Regions from separate parts of the Anas platyrhynchos genome. Here region 2 is linked to region 1. Evidence: chromatin contacts called from public Hi-C data. All regions are on one chromosome and are shown on one strand. Each heading gives the region's core, a stretch centred on a gene start, on an enhancer-like site or on the middle of the called end of the contact. The rest is flanking DNA. Distances are from core to core; before and after follow the strand shown.

Evidence for each region. Hi-C and Micro-C count contacts between places; a contact is called where the count stands out from the background.
Region 2: a Hi-C map of skeletal muscle shows a contact between it and region 1, with 1.7 times the contacts expected there. The contact joins the promoter of PSMB7 here to the enhancer-like site in region 1. A contact is called at or near these places in 3 of 8 Hi-C or Micro-C datasets (liver, skeletal muscle and subcutaneous adipose tissue).

The regions. Positions count from the first base shown.
Region 1 is chr18:13,078,359-13,085,807 of IASCAAS_PekinDuck_T2T, forward strand. No RefSeq gene overlaps it. Among named protein-coding and RNA genes, the nearest start is that of NEK6, 51 kb to the right of the region's middle. Within about 2 kb of position 3,868, at least 3 of the 8 cell types and tissues checked have an H3K27ac peak or open chromatin away from gene starts, as enhancers often do.
Region 2 is chr18:13,216,131-13,223,579 of IASCAAS_PekinDuck_T2T, forward strand. It overlaps PSMB7 (proteasome 20S subunit beta 7), which reads right to left and starts at 3,268. Exons shown (of 8, transcript XM_038164937.2): 1 at 3,109-3,268; 2 at 2,880-2,973; 3 at 2,609-2,706; 4 at 1,953-2,093; 5 at 573-688. The coding sequence starts at 3,170.

The sequences.
Region 1 (7,449 bases), core at 2,618-5,117:
TTTTATTAATGCTCTTTAAGACTTCTCCTTTTTATCAGTTTTACTTTTAAAAAACTTGGATTTGGAGCTAACCACCTCCCTTCAAACCCAGAGTATTCATTGCCTGGGACCCGTGCGCACTGTGGAAGCCGAGGGTGGGTCTGCAGGGGAGAGCCTCCAGTACCTGCCGAGTGCACGACTCCTGCTCGGCTCTCACAGCGCTGAGCCCTTCGTGGCCGTCCCCTGGAGGACTTTCCTCTCCGCCTCCCTCGCAGCCCCGTTGCTGCTCCAGTCAGGTTCGTGCCCCACATTCGCGCTGCTTCAAGCGGCGGCCGCCCCATCCCCCTGGGGTTGTCTCACAGCCGTGCTCCATCCAGCAGCGCCGGCCCACGTGATGGGTGAATCCAGGTCAGAGAGCACGGTCCCTTCACATCTGCTCGATGCTTGCTGCTGACATTTTCATTCAGCCCGCCTGTACTGGGCAGCGATGGAGGTCTACGAAGGGGGGACAGAAACATCTTTCTGCTGGGGGAGGACAATGGCAGGACCTCCCAGTAACTGCAGCTGTGTCGGGGCTCTGAATACAACAGGCCACTCTTGGCAGTGCTACTGAGGTCTGGCTCTTGGAAAGCAGCACTGTGATTCAGCTGTCACTCAGCTCCCAGCAAAGGGAGCTTTGAAAAGGCGCCTCTGCTGCTCTCCTGGAGTAGCAAATATTTCCTAGGCCTCTGCTGCTGAATGGGAGAGATTGCCATTGTCCTTCGTCCCCTCTCAGGCTTGCTGGGCTTGCTCTAAATGGGCCTTTTGCAAGGGAACAATAAGCCCCACGAAGGGTCCAGGTTGCACATGTCTGAGCAGTGAGAACACTCGAGCACTTGTTCATTGGCTCCCGTGATGTGAAAAGCTGCGCTGCCGAGAGCAGGTTTATTTTCCAGCCACAGCTGTGGGTTTGTTTTCTCTCTCAGGTTGTGCTGCTCCGGGTGTACATCTGCATGTTTCACCTCGTTTCCTAGAAAATGTCTTTGCCCCAACATTTCCTTTGGCCTCAGAAATCTGTTTCCTTTTGTTGCCAGAGCTGTGATGTTGCAGTGAAACCACAAGCCAGGTGGGACCAGCCGCTTTCACATCTCTCTGCTGTGACAAAGCAGGGTTTGAGTGAGTATCCCCAGACTTGCATCGCCCTGTGGTTTTGTGGCAACACCACACACACCTCTCTGAGTCAGACCCACGGAAAAGCCATGGCTTTGACTGAGGTTCACAATGATCTGGGGGTTAATTCTGGTAGAAGATGTTCCTCAGTAATCTAAATGGAGGAAAAAGGTAAAATTTTCTGGGGCCACAGGACGTTTTCTAGTTTTCCTCAGACCTCCTCATGAAACTTTCAGCATCCCAGGATTAGATGCTGCTTCTTGAATATGGCCAATGTTATTCCTGTTCTCTTCCTTCCCTGGCTGGAATGTTTTTGTGAGTACATCATTGATTAGTGGGCAAGTAGTTTTTACTGCGTGCTGAAGTTTTTATTTAATGGGAGTTTTATTTAATGGGAGGAAAGATTAGGTCCTACTGGGAAAGAATTGAGCTCAGTCCCTCACTGGAAGAAGGGTAAATATGCTGTTCAGTGGAATAGAGTAAAAACTTACAGAGACAAATATGAACATGTCCAGTTACAATCTTCTCATCTGAAAACCAGAGAAGGAGCTGTGATGGTCTTTGGATCACTTCAAAAAAATCAGTTAATTTTTAAACCCCGCACAGATCCCAAGTATATAATCTTTTAATCATATCCTCCACCTGTGATTCACATTTTTAGGGGGTCTTACAACAGTGACCCGTCTAGAAGTGATGTACGACCAAAGAGCAGTGCTCAGTAACTCAGAGCCTTGCCCCCCTCGAGTGCCCTGACGCGGTTTGCTTTGTGTTTCTGCCATCGCCTGTGCAGAGAACAGAGCGCTTTGCTTTACAGTACGCGTGGCCTCTGCTTACATACACCTATGAATTAATGCCAGCTTTTATTTTAAAATGCTATCAGAAAAATGAGTTCTTTGTTCAGTGCTGTTGTCTGATTTTCCTCCTGCGCTGGTCTTACTCTGCTGCAGTTTGCATCGGGGCTTTTTGGGATTTAGGGATGGGAAAGGCCAAGCGATGGCTCCTTTGCTAGGGACCCAACTGCAGCCTGTCGCAAAAAGAAGTTTGCAAAAAGGAGGTGACCTCAGCCCAGCTGCCAGTCCGGGGCTTTGCACCATGCCTTGTCCTCCAAATGCCAGTGAGGAAAATCTCTTTGGAAGTTTCTGCCTTGCTCATCCCATTTACTGAAACTAAATTTCAGGAAGCTAATCGGGCAGAGAGTGCAAAGGATGAAATGTTAGAAATCAAATTAATGAAGCTGAATCACCAATTTGCGACCTAGAAGACTATTAGGAGTGGTCAGAATTAATTAACTCTCCTTTGCAATGCTTCAGAGGCAGGCAGCGAGCTAGGCACAGAGACGCAAAGGACATCGATGGGATGTGACTACCTGGAGCCCTGTGAAGAAACGCAGCGAGGTCACTCTCCAGCCCGAGCCTGGGCTCCGGGGGCTGCTCATGAAACACGGTCAGCAGGAGCAGCAGGGAGAGTTGCCATGCTCCCATCTCGTGTCCTGCCCGCATGCAGGGCTGGGCTCCATCTCCCGGTGCCGCAGCCATCACCAGACACAGAGAAACTCTGACACGGTGTCTTGCTGATATTTTGCCGAATTAATCAAAACCGGGTCGGAGCCCTAAGCTGTTCCAGGGGAGGATGATACACGTGTTGGGCTGCAGCTTCTTTCCTTTCAAAGGTCGGAGTTTTAGACAGCTCTGTCTGGTCGTTGCCAAACTGAGTCAGTCGTCTGGGGAGCTCTGTGATAGGAAGCCAGCTTATCAGTTGATTTGAAGTGAATGTGAAAGGTGATACCCACTTCAGTAATTCTGGAGAATTTTGAAGAAAATTAGTATTTTCCTCACCATTCTTTTTGGGGCAAATATGGAAGGAAGAAGCTATCCGATGGTGTTTATTTTCACTCACCAGGAATGCAGTGTTTCTTCTTGAGTTGATAAACTCCTCTGTACGCTAAACAGCCTGTGGGAGAAGGGAAGGGGAGGGAAAGATCGGTGCAGAGATGCTTCAGGTCCTTGAATAATGCATTGTTCAGTAAATTGACTGTCCGACCAGGAAATAGCCCACTGTATGTGATCAACATCGACATTGCTAGCTGGACAACTTACAAAGAAGCATTTTGGAATTAATTTGATGATTATGAAAATGTCTTAGATCCTTTGCTGAAGGCTAAATAAACACAATTAAAATATTCTTAGTTTTCAATGTGCTTTGTTCAGTTCATTAAGTGTAACTAGAGCTTCCAGTTATCTGCATTTAGTTTTTCAAAAAATTGGAGGGTATTTTTAGAGCAATGTAAAGCTTATTGCTAATTACACCTGGGGGGAAATCTCATTAGATATTCATTTGCTTTCAGAGTTTAAAACAATTCTAATGAGCTGCATTAGTTGTGATAACACTGACTGACTCTCTCTCGTCTGCTCCCCCTGGCTCGTCTGAAACAAACAAAGCTGCTCCGCAGCCCGTGGCTCGGCGAATGTGACCTTGGCGCTCCTCGGGTGCGGCAGGAGGGAAATGTGGTGCCAAGGACGAGCTCGTTGTGCCAGGGGCCTGCGGCTGGACACGATGGGTGAGGCTGCGGTGAGCTGCCTGCACAGCACCCTGCTGTGCCCGGATGGCTTTCGGGCATCCCCTGCCACCTCTGCTGGACTCACGTGCCGAGATCTCGGCCAGGCTGTACGAGGCAGCCAAGTGAGCACCTGCAGGCACCTGCAGAAGGAGCCCTCCCGAGCCCTCCCGTAGCCACGTCTGGCCAGGTGGGAGCAGCTGGGGCTGGGAGACCCTGCAGGAGCCGCTCTTGACCTTGCTGCTGCTCACGGTAGATCGCCGTGTGGAGGTTTGTCGGCTGGTGTGTCTGCCTGGGCAGTGCCATGATGAGAGGTCAGCTTGGTTCTCAGCCCTCTGCTCCTCCAGCTGCCAGAAGAATTGCTGCCTCACCCCTCTGTACCCAGGAGATTGGAAAGGCTCTGGTGAAGGACTGTCGCTGGCTTGGATGCCTTAACACCAGGACGATGAAGCTGCTCAAGGAGAAGCAAAGAGCAGGCTTGCCTTGCCTAGTGTGAAGTGTGTTGAAGTAGGGCAGATAGAGCAGGGGAATTTTAATTTCTTCCTACATCGGTACATTTGGGATGAACTGAAGCTGCGAGGAATTCAGGCTGGCTGAACAGATAAATAATTTGGGGCTGATCTTTTTATCCCTTCCCACCAAGCCCCAACAATGACCCAAACCCAAGAACACCAGATGAGTTTTGATCTTGCTCCTTTTCATTTTACAGACATAGCATTTTTGTCCAGGACAGTTTGGATATATGGAGGATAAAAATTACAACAGCTCCACACAGCGTACTGTAACTAGCCCACGCAATCATTTGAATGTGTTTAAGTCAGCTCTTTCTAATCATGCAAAGCAACACGGTGGCATGGGAAAATACCTGTTTATGAGGCTATGTAAGCAACATAAGATATTCATCTCATCTGGCATGCAAGGAAGGAAGCCGTTTGTGCACACACATATCTCTGTAAATGGCATAGCAGGAAGGTGACTGTGAGCTGAGACACTCCTCTGGAGACCAAGGAGACTCAATGTGGATGTAAAGTGGCACATTGAGACAGGTTTACTGCGGCTTCCAGGCAGAGGCTATGAATTGAGCGGCAAGATAATGGTGTAGGAGTGATCACACACAGAGCAGGATATATGGGATTCTTTGGTAATTGGGGACATTTTGGCATTGGAGCCGAGCAGGGTGAGAACAAGCTGGCGGAGTCTGCGTGTCAGCAGGAAGGAAAGGGCTGGAGGCAAAGATGGAAGCTAATTTTGTTTTAATCTATTGGTTGTGGAGTAGAGGAGCATAAAGAGGAAAGCAGAAATGTCAGGCTTGGCTACTGGCAGAGAGAATACACCCGAGTCAGAGAGGAGCCGCCTGGACCAAAGTTGTAAGTAGAAAGGTGGAAACCAGACTTTATTCCTCAAAGGAAAAGAGAGCACAGAAAACGAAGCTTTCAGGGAGCGAGGGTGTGAAGTGGATGGTTGGTACCAAACCCCCTACTCTATGGCTCTCTTATTAGAGAGGTTAAAGGAACTGTGGGTCTAAATTGGAAAGGTTTTCACAGGCACTTCACAGAGCTGAAGTGTTTTGCAGGAGATTCCTCAAAGGTGGAAGGCGGACAGCCTCCCACCATTATTTAAGGAACAACCCAGATGTGCACCAGGGTCTTGCAGGGAAGTTCGTTTCTCTTCAGGTGAAGACGAGTCTTAGAAAATGTTTTAATAGATGAAAGGTGGCCTGTTGAGAAACGCACAGCTTGACCAAAGATAGCCAGTGTGGTTTCCGGAAAGGACCTTTTCTGCCTCGCTAACTTTTGGAAATTTCTTTTTTTAGAACATACACTCCTGTCAGCATAGACAAGAGGCTAAGCAGCAGTCAGGAGAGGCTTGGATCTTCAGACGGTGTTTGACAGGGTCCCACGTCGGAGGTTAATGTCTAAAGGTGGGGAGTTGGAAAGGGGAAGAATTGGCTCACTGATTGAAAATTGGCCAGAGGACAGGAGCAGAGTGGGGAAAGGAGGCATAAATAGAAGCCTTTCAAGATGAAAGACAAGTTAATAAAGGAGCGTGTACTGTAGGAGACTGCACTGGCGGATCCTGGTCTTTCTGATAGTTACAGTGTATGAAAGACTTGGCTGAGGACATAGAAAGCAAGATTTCCTAGTTTGCAGATCACATCGGATTTGGGAGGAGTGGTGAATAATGACGAATTCCAACACAGGCAAATTGGAGACCACTTCTAGGCTTTAAAGTGATGGCAAACACAGATCCAGACAGAGCAATACATTTTATGGCAATGTATTTGGTTACTGGTATCTGACTTCCCTTTAAGCAGTCTGGGATGGTCATTGGTTTTAACGCATCCCCGCGGGCTGTATTTCTTGCTGAGCTGCTGGAAGAGCCTCACAGAGAGTACACACATGGACGTAGTAAATTTTAGTCTCTCTTTGGGCTGGGGGGGAAACAACTGGAAATGTTTCAAAGGGCAAAAGCATCCGAATGGAAAAGGGCAGAAAGTAGGAGCGAATGAGCTGCTTTAGAAGGAATAAACAAAGAGCTATTCCTTCCACCTTCAACCCCGAGTTCAGAATAGCTCAGCTGACTTGGAGAACGAACCCAACCCACAGAGGCAGTAAATCCCATCTGATGCGGGATGATTCTGCCTCAAAATGGAAGCAACAGCTTGGCAGCATGTCCCGGCCCCGCAGCGGTGAGCAGCTCTGGCCAAAACGAAGCCTTTCAGGAGGGCGATGGTAGCTCCCCAGGCACACAGCACAGCTGGGAAGGCAATCGCGTGGCCGCGCAGAACCTGGGGGAGCCTGGCTGGCCGTCAGGGAGCCGGGCTGTCAGCTGGCCTGTCACAGCGCTCCTGGCTTCAAAGGAGCGATGACATTTTCCACTGTCTCAGGACGAATACCGTGGTGGTGGAAGGCGGAGGTATCTGTGTTAGTGCTTAAGTGATACTTCTCTGTCAGCTTCAGATGTTTGGAGTGAGCCATCACGAGCGGAGCAGGCTTGGAAGCGGTGCGCCGCGATGAAAGGAGCTGCGCTCAGGCTGGATGTCGCTCGGGGCTTCTGCCAAGCCAGCGGAAAGCAGGATCCCGGCCTGAGCCCCTGCTGAAATCTGCTGACATCAGCTAGGTAAAGCACACGGCTCGTGGAAGGAGATGGAGTTCGACTGTCTGACTAGGGCACACAGGCAGTCCTTGAGAAGCTTCTGAGCTTCTTCCCAAACATCTGTCAGGTTTGGAGGTTAAACCTCTGAGTGTTTTGCTTCAGTAGTGAAAATGCCCTCACTGGGGACTTTCCCCAGACCTATTCCTCAGTGATTTATTTCGTGTCCTCCAACCAGGCTTGTATAAATTCCTTTGGTTACTTTTTGGGTACTAATTAACTGTGCAGTAGAAATTATATTATACAACTGGTAATGAGCAAAATCTCAGATACAGTCATACACCAACCAAACCTTGGCAAAATGTAATTAGCTTAGCATTTGATACTTTTTTACTCTGCACTTGATTTTTTTCCCATCTGAGAAAAAAAACATCCCTATATAATGAGCTCTTTGAACCTAAATCAAACAACATTTTCAGTCGGGATAGGTAATGAAATATTAGTCAAACCCATTGCAATGGGCAGATCAGTCACTGCCTTGTGAGATCTTAAAAGGAACTCTGAGATGACGGTGGCAGAATGGCTTGCTGCAGGTCTTCCAGGCCAAGTGGTTATGGGTGCCACAGGTACGCTTTCGATCCCAGCACACTCGGAAAAACGAGTTGCCACTTGCT
Region 2 (7,449 bases), core at 2,018-4,517, 140 kb after region 1:
ACAGAAAAGGTGCAGATGGAAGACTTACGGTGTTAAGACTTAATAACCTGACAGTAGGCTACTACTGTCAAGTTGCCACCCCAGCAACAGACATAACCTTCTTATTGAGAAGCTCCATATCGTAATTAAAACCAATCATACATTGTAAATAAACTACAATGAAGCTCCTTCTTGCTTAAAACACCGCTGCTACCTAGCAAAAAACAAAATAGGTCCAGATGAGAAGCAAGACACGTTTATTCCTAATGGAACTGCAGTCAAACTTCAGGAAAAATGCGTTTCCCCAGCAAGATTTTACATGAACCATAACTTAGCACTATCTGCACATCAAGTTTCTGAATACCATTTTTGGGTTGCTTAAGATTTAGACAGTATAATAGCCCATAACCTTAAAGCATTCAAAACAGAACATCTCACCTGCAGTAAAAACATGGGTACAGCTTTATCTCTGAAGTCTGAGCTCTGCACAGCTCACAGCAAACAACAGAATTTAAGTAAAAATTACTTTTTTTTTTTTTTTTTTTTTTTTTCACCAGAGAGTTGTGTCAGAGTACTAAGGAGCCAGCACTTACCCATGGTAACATAAGGCAATTTGTCAGTTGATCCGTGGGGATATATGCTGTAAAGGTGAGGTCCTGTGACATCCACTCCCCCTAAAACCAGGGCAGCACCGATGTAGCCTTGATACCTAGGGACAATGTTTATATGTGAACTTGGAAACCTATGATAAAGCTGTGCTTTTTTGTTCGTTTTAAACACAACGCACGCATTTCAGAATTCTTCCATGATTACAGCAGGTACATCTCCATAACAGAAAGACTGCTTTTACTATCTGTGAGCAACAGCCTAAATTGAGAAATTAACCAACATTATGTATTTCACTGTCAACCAGAACAAGCATGCATTGGACAAGCAAGGAGGCTGGAAGATACATTTGTGCTGACAGGGAGAGAATTCAGAACAGTTTTCAAGCCTTGCATGAAATTCCTGTATCTGCAATTAAGTTTATATTTAGAGACTTCAAAGAAAATATATTCCTTCATTTCCTCCATGAGATGTTCTTGGCTGATTTAACTTTTTAATTCATTGTCTTATGACACGCTTAAGGCAAACTGCCCAGCAATACAGCATCAAGCAAGCAAGCTGAATTACTGTAATTCATCTAGGTCACTTGGTTGAACAAAGCTGGCAGGGCTGGGGAGAAGAGGGCTTTATTTCACTCTGCTGGGGACTCTTCCATAGTTTGAACAATCTCCCTAAATGAATATGTTTGTTTCATTCTTTTTTCTCTTTCAACAGCATTCTTTACTTCTACAAAAAAACAGTATTAAAACAATACTGCAATGCTTTAAGATTTGAAGAACATTCCCTCAATAATAGCACATTTTAAGTCGCATTGCTATTTATGAGGTACAACTCCCATACTTGTGATGGTTTCCAATCAGCCAAGCAATCAGGTAAGTTTTCCATAGGACAACTGCAGTACAACTTCCACCTGTTATATATCTCACTAAACCACCATCAAAATTCTGTATTAACAGAAGCTGCAAGCTTCAAATGGTTAGTCATTCTATTCCTTTGAAAATAACATAGATTTTCAGATTGTGATTCTATTACAGGTCATAAAATTCTCGATTTGAAAAGCTTTCATTTACAAGATTATTACTGGTCCAGCCATCTTGTCACAAAAAGATACACATCAATTTTCATTGTTGTGATCAACAGTTCATTAAAATATTGTCCTTATATTTTTGCAGTATAAATGCTATCAACACAGCACAACTGTAGGACCAGTTCTCTAAAATATCGCTGATGGAGCAATTCTTCAGTCTTTCCTAGAGTCTTGTTATGGAAGTTAAGTAGGCTAAGAAAGGATACGCGTTCACAGGAGCTTGAGTCACAGGTGGTAGTTTTAACAGCATTATTAATATATAAGAAGAACATTTGGTTACCTGAAAAGCATTTGCTTTAGCATTCGATTAGCTGTGACAACGCGTGGAAGTCGTCCAGTAGACAGCGAATGGAGCTCCAGATTGGAAGAAATCAGCTGAGTTGTCATTTCAGTATCTGCAGCTGTTCCAGCACCGCAACAACTGGGAAATATTGCAAGCAAGTTGGAAGAGGCGGGGAGGGGAAACAAGTAACTGTGTGCCTCTATGAGCATTCTGCCTGGTTTATTCAACAAATTTAAACTTCTTTTTTTCTTTCTAAGCTGCCTCAAGTCATTCAACTCTTTTTAACTACTTGGGTTTTCTTCCTGTCCATCCCTAGACAGCGTTTACAGTTCCTGAAACACAACAGCCTTGCTACTCGTAATCCTAATGAGCGGCACATATAATTACAGCCCCTTAAGACTTTTTTTTTCTTCTTTTCAGCATTTGCAGTCTGTGCATCCCCTTCCCTCATTGCAAAATTGAAGAAACTAAGTTCCCATACAGTTAGTATTTTCAGAGCATGAAACAAGACAGCCTATTTAAACATGAATAAAATGCCCAAAATGAGCAAGCCTGGCTAATAAATGTAAATTATTGTTTTTAAGCACCTTAATACTTGCCGTTGGCAGAGGGGACAGCTAAAAATCCCACACAACAACCGATCCCACACTTACTAGATGTTAGGAGAAATGAAGTGTATTTTCGAGCAGTTCTTGTCAGCCACAACCATTCCTTCCGTCGCTCTCGTGTCTGCTCCGAGGACCACGCCATCCTGAGCAAGGAGAGAACGACTCCCAGAGCCCGGCCTCGGCCCCGGGGGGCTCGCACCGGGGGGGTTTGACCCCAGCCCCGGGCCCGGCCCCGCCGTGACTCAGCGGGGCCGCAGCGCTGGGGCCCGGCCCGCTGCCCGCCGCCCACCGCCCGGAGCCGTCCGCCGCCCCTCACCTTGAAGACGACGCCCGCGATGGTGGTGCCGGTCTTGCGGGCCGCCGGCAGCCGCTGCCCCTTCTGGGCGAGCTCGGCCTCCAGGAGCGAGTTCCTGCAACACAGGGGCAGGAGCGCTGAGGCCGGGTGGGCGGTGGCGGGGGCTCCGCCGGCTCCCAGCCCCGAGCCCCGCAGCCCACCCGTCACATCGCATCCCCTCGCCCCCCGTCCCGGCCGCCCCGCGCCTCACCGAGCGCAGTTGTCGAAGCTGAAGCCGCCGCTGGGCGCCTGCAGCACGGACACGGCCGCCATCTCCTCGCCGAGCCGAGCGGTTCCGGGTCGGGCTCCTGCGCGCGCAGCGGGGCCGCTGCCGGGGCTGGGCCCGCCTCGGGGCCCCGCCGGGCGCTGCGAAATGGCGGCGGGGCCCGGCCCGGCTCCACGGGCACGGCTCCCTCCTGTCCTGGGGGGGCCCGGCCGTGCTTCTGGGCCCTGCCCCGCTCTCAGCGCTCGGAGCTGGTGGCGGAGGGGCTGGGGCACAGGGAGAGGGAAGGGGGGGAGCGCGGTGTGGAGCCGCAGGCAGTGTGAGCCCCGCGGGGTGGGTGCCGGTCCGTGTCCAGGCTGAAATAATAAGAAAGTGCACGGGTGAGCTGCGGTTTGTGTGTCATTTACACCAAGCAGCCGAAGGTGGTCGGTCCTGCACTGCTAGTCCCGTTCCTCCAAGCAGTCATCAAACTGACTCGTTATGTTCAGACCTTACAAAGAACCTGCAACCAAAGAACCAAAAAAGAGAAAATGCAAATCCACCTGAAATGCTGCACTGTTAATGTCACGGGTGTATGGTGAGAGACAAAATGTAAATGCCCGTTTTCAAAATTAGCAAAGTCCTGCTCTATCCCAAGGAGATCAATAAAATTATTTCACTCTTTTCCAGATAAAGTACATCAGACCTTTGCTTTAGCTTTCTTTTCCCCAGGTTACAGACATGGAAAGGAACGGCCCAGTGTGTTCACAGACAAAAGAACTCGTGGCAGCTTTTCAAGAAAGGATGCATCTTAAATGCAAACATACTGAGATTTTTCAGAAGTGTACCACATACCTAATTACATGTCTAATATGCTTTCTAGAAAATTGGGAAAAAAGTGTCTGAAATTAAAAATCTTGTTGTTTTAAAAAAGTCAAATGTTGTTTGTCCCGACCATTAAATGGCAATTATACAAGAACCTCTATTTTTTAGAACACCACAAGAACGTAATCAGTGCATTGGCTTCTTGCCTAAAGGAGACTTTATCTAAGCATTTTACTAAATATCTTCCTTTTTGAGGTGCTTCATCCTCAGAACACATCTTGAGAGTATGTGGCATTGCTGGCAGGAGCAGGTCTGGCTTTCATTCCAGAAGGAACAATGTCTCTTGCATCAGAAGTGAATCAAATATCTTGCAGACTCCCTCTGAACAAGCACCAGTTAGCAGATGGCCTAAAAATGAAACTAGGGTCTCATGCATCCAGAACAAATCTACAAGTCTACAGTGTCCCTCCAAATTATTTAAAATGCTCCCCATCATTGTGTTATTCAGATAAAGGTATGCAAACAAAAATAAGACGGGTGGGCAAAGCTATTGTGCAACGTCTGCTTTTCCCTGTTCAAAAATAGATGCCAATGGGAGGGGAAAGAAAACAGCCAGGGGGGTGAAAAACAAAATCCAGCATTTTTCTTGTTTATGCCAGTCTTGTAGCAAAATAACTAGAGCAGTGTTCAGACTGGAGGAGCTGGAGAGCCAGACATGGCATTTGTCCCTGCCAGTTAATAGAAAAGGCTTGTGAAATAGGCAAGAATCAATTTTTCTGTTGGAGGTAGGTTAACTCCAGATCCTATGACTTGCAAGCCCTTGCTGAGGACACCTTGCAGACAGATAACTCAGAAATGTGCTGACACTGCCCAAAGTCTCTGTGCCCGCTGAAGAGAGGGGAAAAGTGCCTGATACTTGAAACTGGAAAGAGGAATGGGGATCTCTGTTCTTTCTAAGTGCCCTTTGGTTTCTGTCACTGTCAGAAAGCCTTGCTGCTCTCATCCACACCAGCTGTGGGCTCCCAGGGGTACATTGCTAAGCTGGTGGAGTTCCAGAGTTCACATTTTTGGCATTGGCTAAATCAGACAGTGTCCCTGCGTGTGGATTCATTGCCTCTGTGTACTGTAGGTCCCAGATGAAGCTTGGCTGCCTGGTTTGAGGTGGAGTGCACTATACTGACAGCATTTGTTCCAACAGACCACAAAAGACCATCTATAAGATAAGCACACAAAGAACCTGCACTCTCTTCTCCCCCTTCTTTTAACCCTTGCATAACTAAAAATCCTATTTTCTTGCACACCAGTTAGACTGGGAAGCTGTCTGAGAGGAAGAATATCCTGCTGCCAGATGCTCTTTTTTTTTTTTTTTTTTCTTTCTTTTTTATTCTAACACAGTTGTTTTTCTCTTCACTTGATAAAGTTAAAATAAACAGTCTCTAGGGTGAATTACAGACGTCAAAATTGGATTGGCATACAAACTGTAGAGCAGTTGGTGGTTGGGAGTCTGGGGAAAAAGAAACAGCAGGTTTTAGCTAGAGGGGACAACAGCTTTATTTCCCTCTTGGTCCTTGACAACCAAGCAGATGTCCTACGATTATTGTTTTACCTTCTAGTGATATAGTGCCTTTTCCTATCCTCCCAGGTATGCAACTGGCTCTCTTGCAGATGTGCAGGTAGGGCTCTTCCTTAGTTCAAAGCTGTCTTAGCGCACCGCTAGCTCCATCTATTGCTGGTTAACAGCTGGCTGCATTTCAGATAAATGTTTGTTTCTTCCTCTCAGCCTTACAGGATACCCATTTCCAGTCCTATGTATGTAGGCACAACTGATGGTCTTAAGAACAAGTTATTTTCTGATCATCTTACACAGGCTTTTTCACACCTGTTTGCTTGCAATCTTTGCATCTGGGTTGATGCCCTCCACTATACACACAGGTGAGTTGTTCAAGTTTTCTGCAGTCCTCCAGAGTCCCCAGTGTGATGTTATCAGGACCACAGAGTGCTGAAGCCTGAAGACTGCAAGCTTTTCTTTTGTTATTGTTTTGTTGGGTTTTGTTTTTGTTATAAAGCTGCCCTGAAGTCTGTTCCAAGCCTTAACCTGCAGTCCAAGTTTATGGCCCTACAAGACATTTGTCAGGGAAGTTAAATAGCACCCAAATACCTTTTTTTTGGAAACTTACTTGGAATTCAAGGAATGCTAGTGTTTTTTTCTCGACAGGTGGGCATTCAGGCTGAAGCCCGTATCTTTACCGTTTGTATCTCTATATAATTTACAAACTCTCAGGTATTTTGGTGTCTGCGTTTACACACTGCCTTGTTCCCCGGTTTTGTATTCTTTTTTTGTATTTTGTATAATTTGTATTTGTTATTCTGATGGAATAACTTGGCACCTAAACCTGTTTGTTTAGGGTTTTCACAGGACAGTCAGACAACCCCGATAGCCACAGTCAGCACAACAGCTGCATACACTGAGAAAATCTCGAGTGCTCTGTAGCACGCCAGCAAAGCCTGCGGTGTTGGTAGGTGAAAGCCAACACAGAGCTGGCTGTGTCGGTGGTGGGAGCGCAGTGCCCAGTGACTTGGGGCTATGGGACTGGTGCCTGTGACTGTTCAAACTGAAAGGTGACACAGCACCACTGGCACATGCATGGGAAATGACAGGCAGTTCAAGAAGCCTAAGAAATGCTTTCTTGTGCTATGAGTAGCCACGCTGGTATCTCTGTTGCATGATGACTTCCCTCATGCTTCGTGTCTGCCTGCAGAACTCGTGGGGGAACATGCTGGGTTCCTGCACCACCCAGCCCTGCGTGTGACTGGGTTTTGTTAGAGGTGGCCAGAGGCAACGCAGATTGTCCAGGAGCTGAAAACACATACTGTGGTTGTGCTTGAACCCTACTCATGGCTGTCTTGTGTGTATTCCAACACATTCATGAGTTCCCAAACTAGCCAGGAGCGACCGTAATGTCCCAAGGTGAACTTGGGTTAGGAGCGGAGCCAGGCAGAGATAATCACCAAACAGGAGAATAAATGCACCATGTGGCTCTCCTGTTCAAAACCACTCTAATTTCAAACATCTTGCCTCAACGGCGATCTGTTAACAAGCTGCAGGCCAAGAATCTGTCAGAAGAATTTAAATACAATTCTGACAGATCTGAATGAGATGGACTAAAACTTTACCAACCTGTGGGTACAAGAAAGCTAATCAAAGAAGAGCTTCCCCAGGTTGGGACAGAAGGTGATTTCCCAGGGATCTTCACTGTGTAACTGTTGGTTCTGAAAGCAGGAGATCTATTCAAGGTGTTCAGACTCATTACAGGACATAAAGATCTAATTTGAGAAGTTTATTCATTACATAAAAACTGAAAGAAGAGATTGAAGCTGGGAGCAGAGAAGTGGTGCTTCTCTGCTTCAGTGCTTCAGTGCAAGTGATGATGCACTGAATTGTGAAGCAAGTTTCCAGGAGTTTTTGAAAGAATAATTTTCTGAACGGGGGAAAGGGGCTGGCAGAAAGACAGAAACAAGAAACAG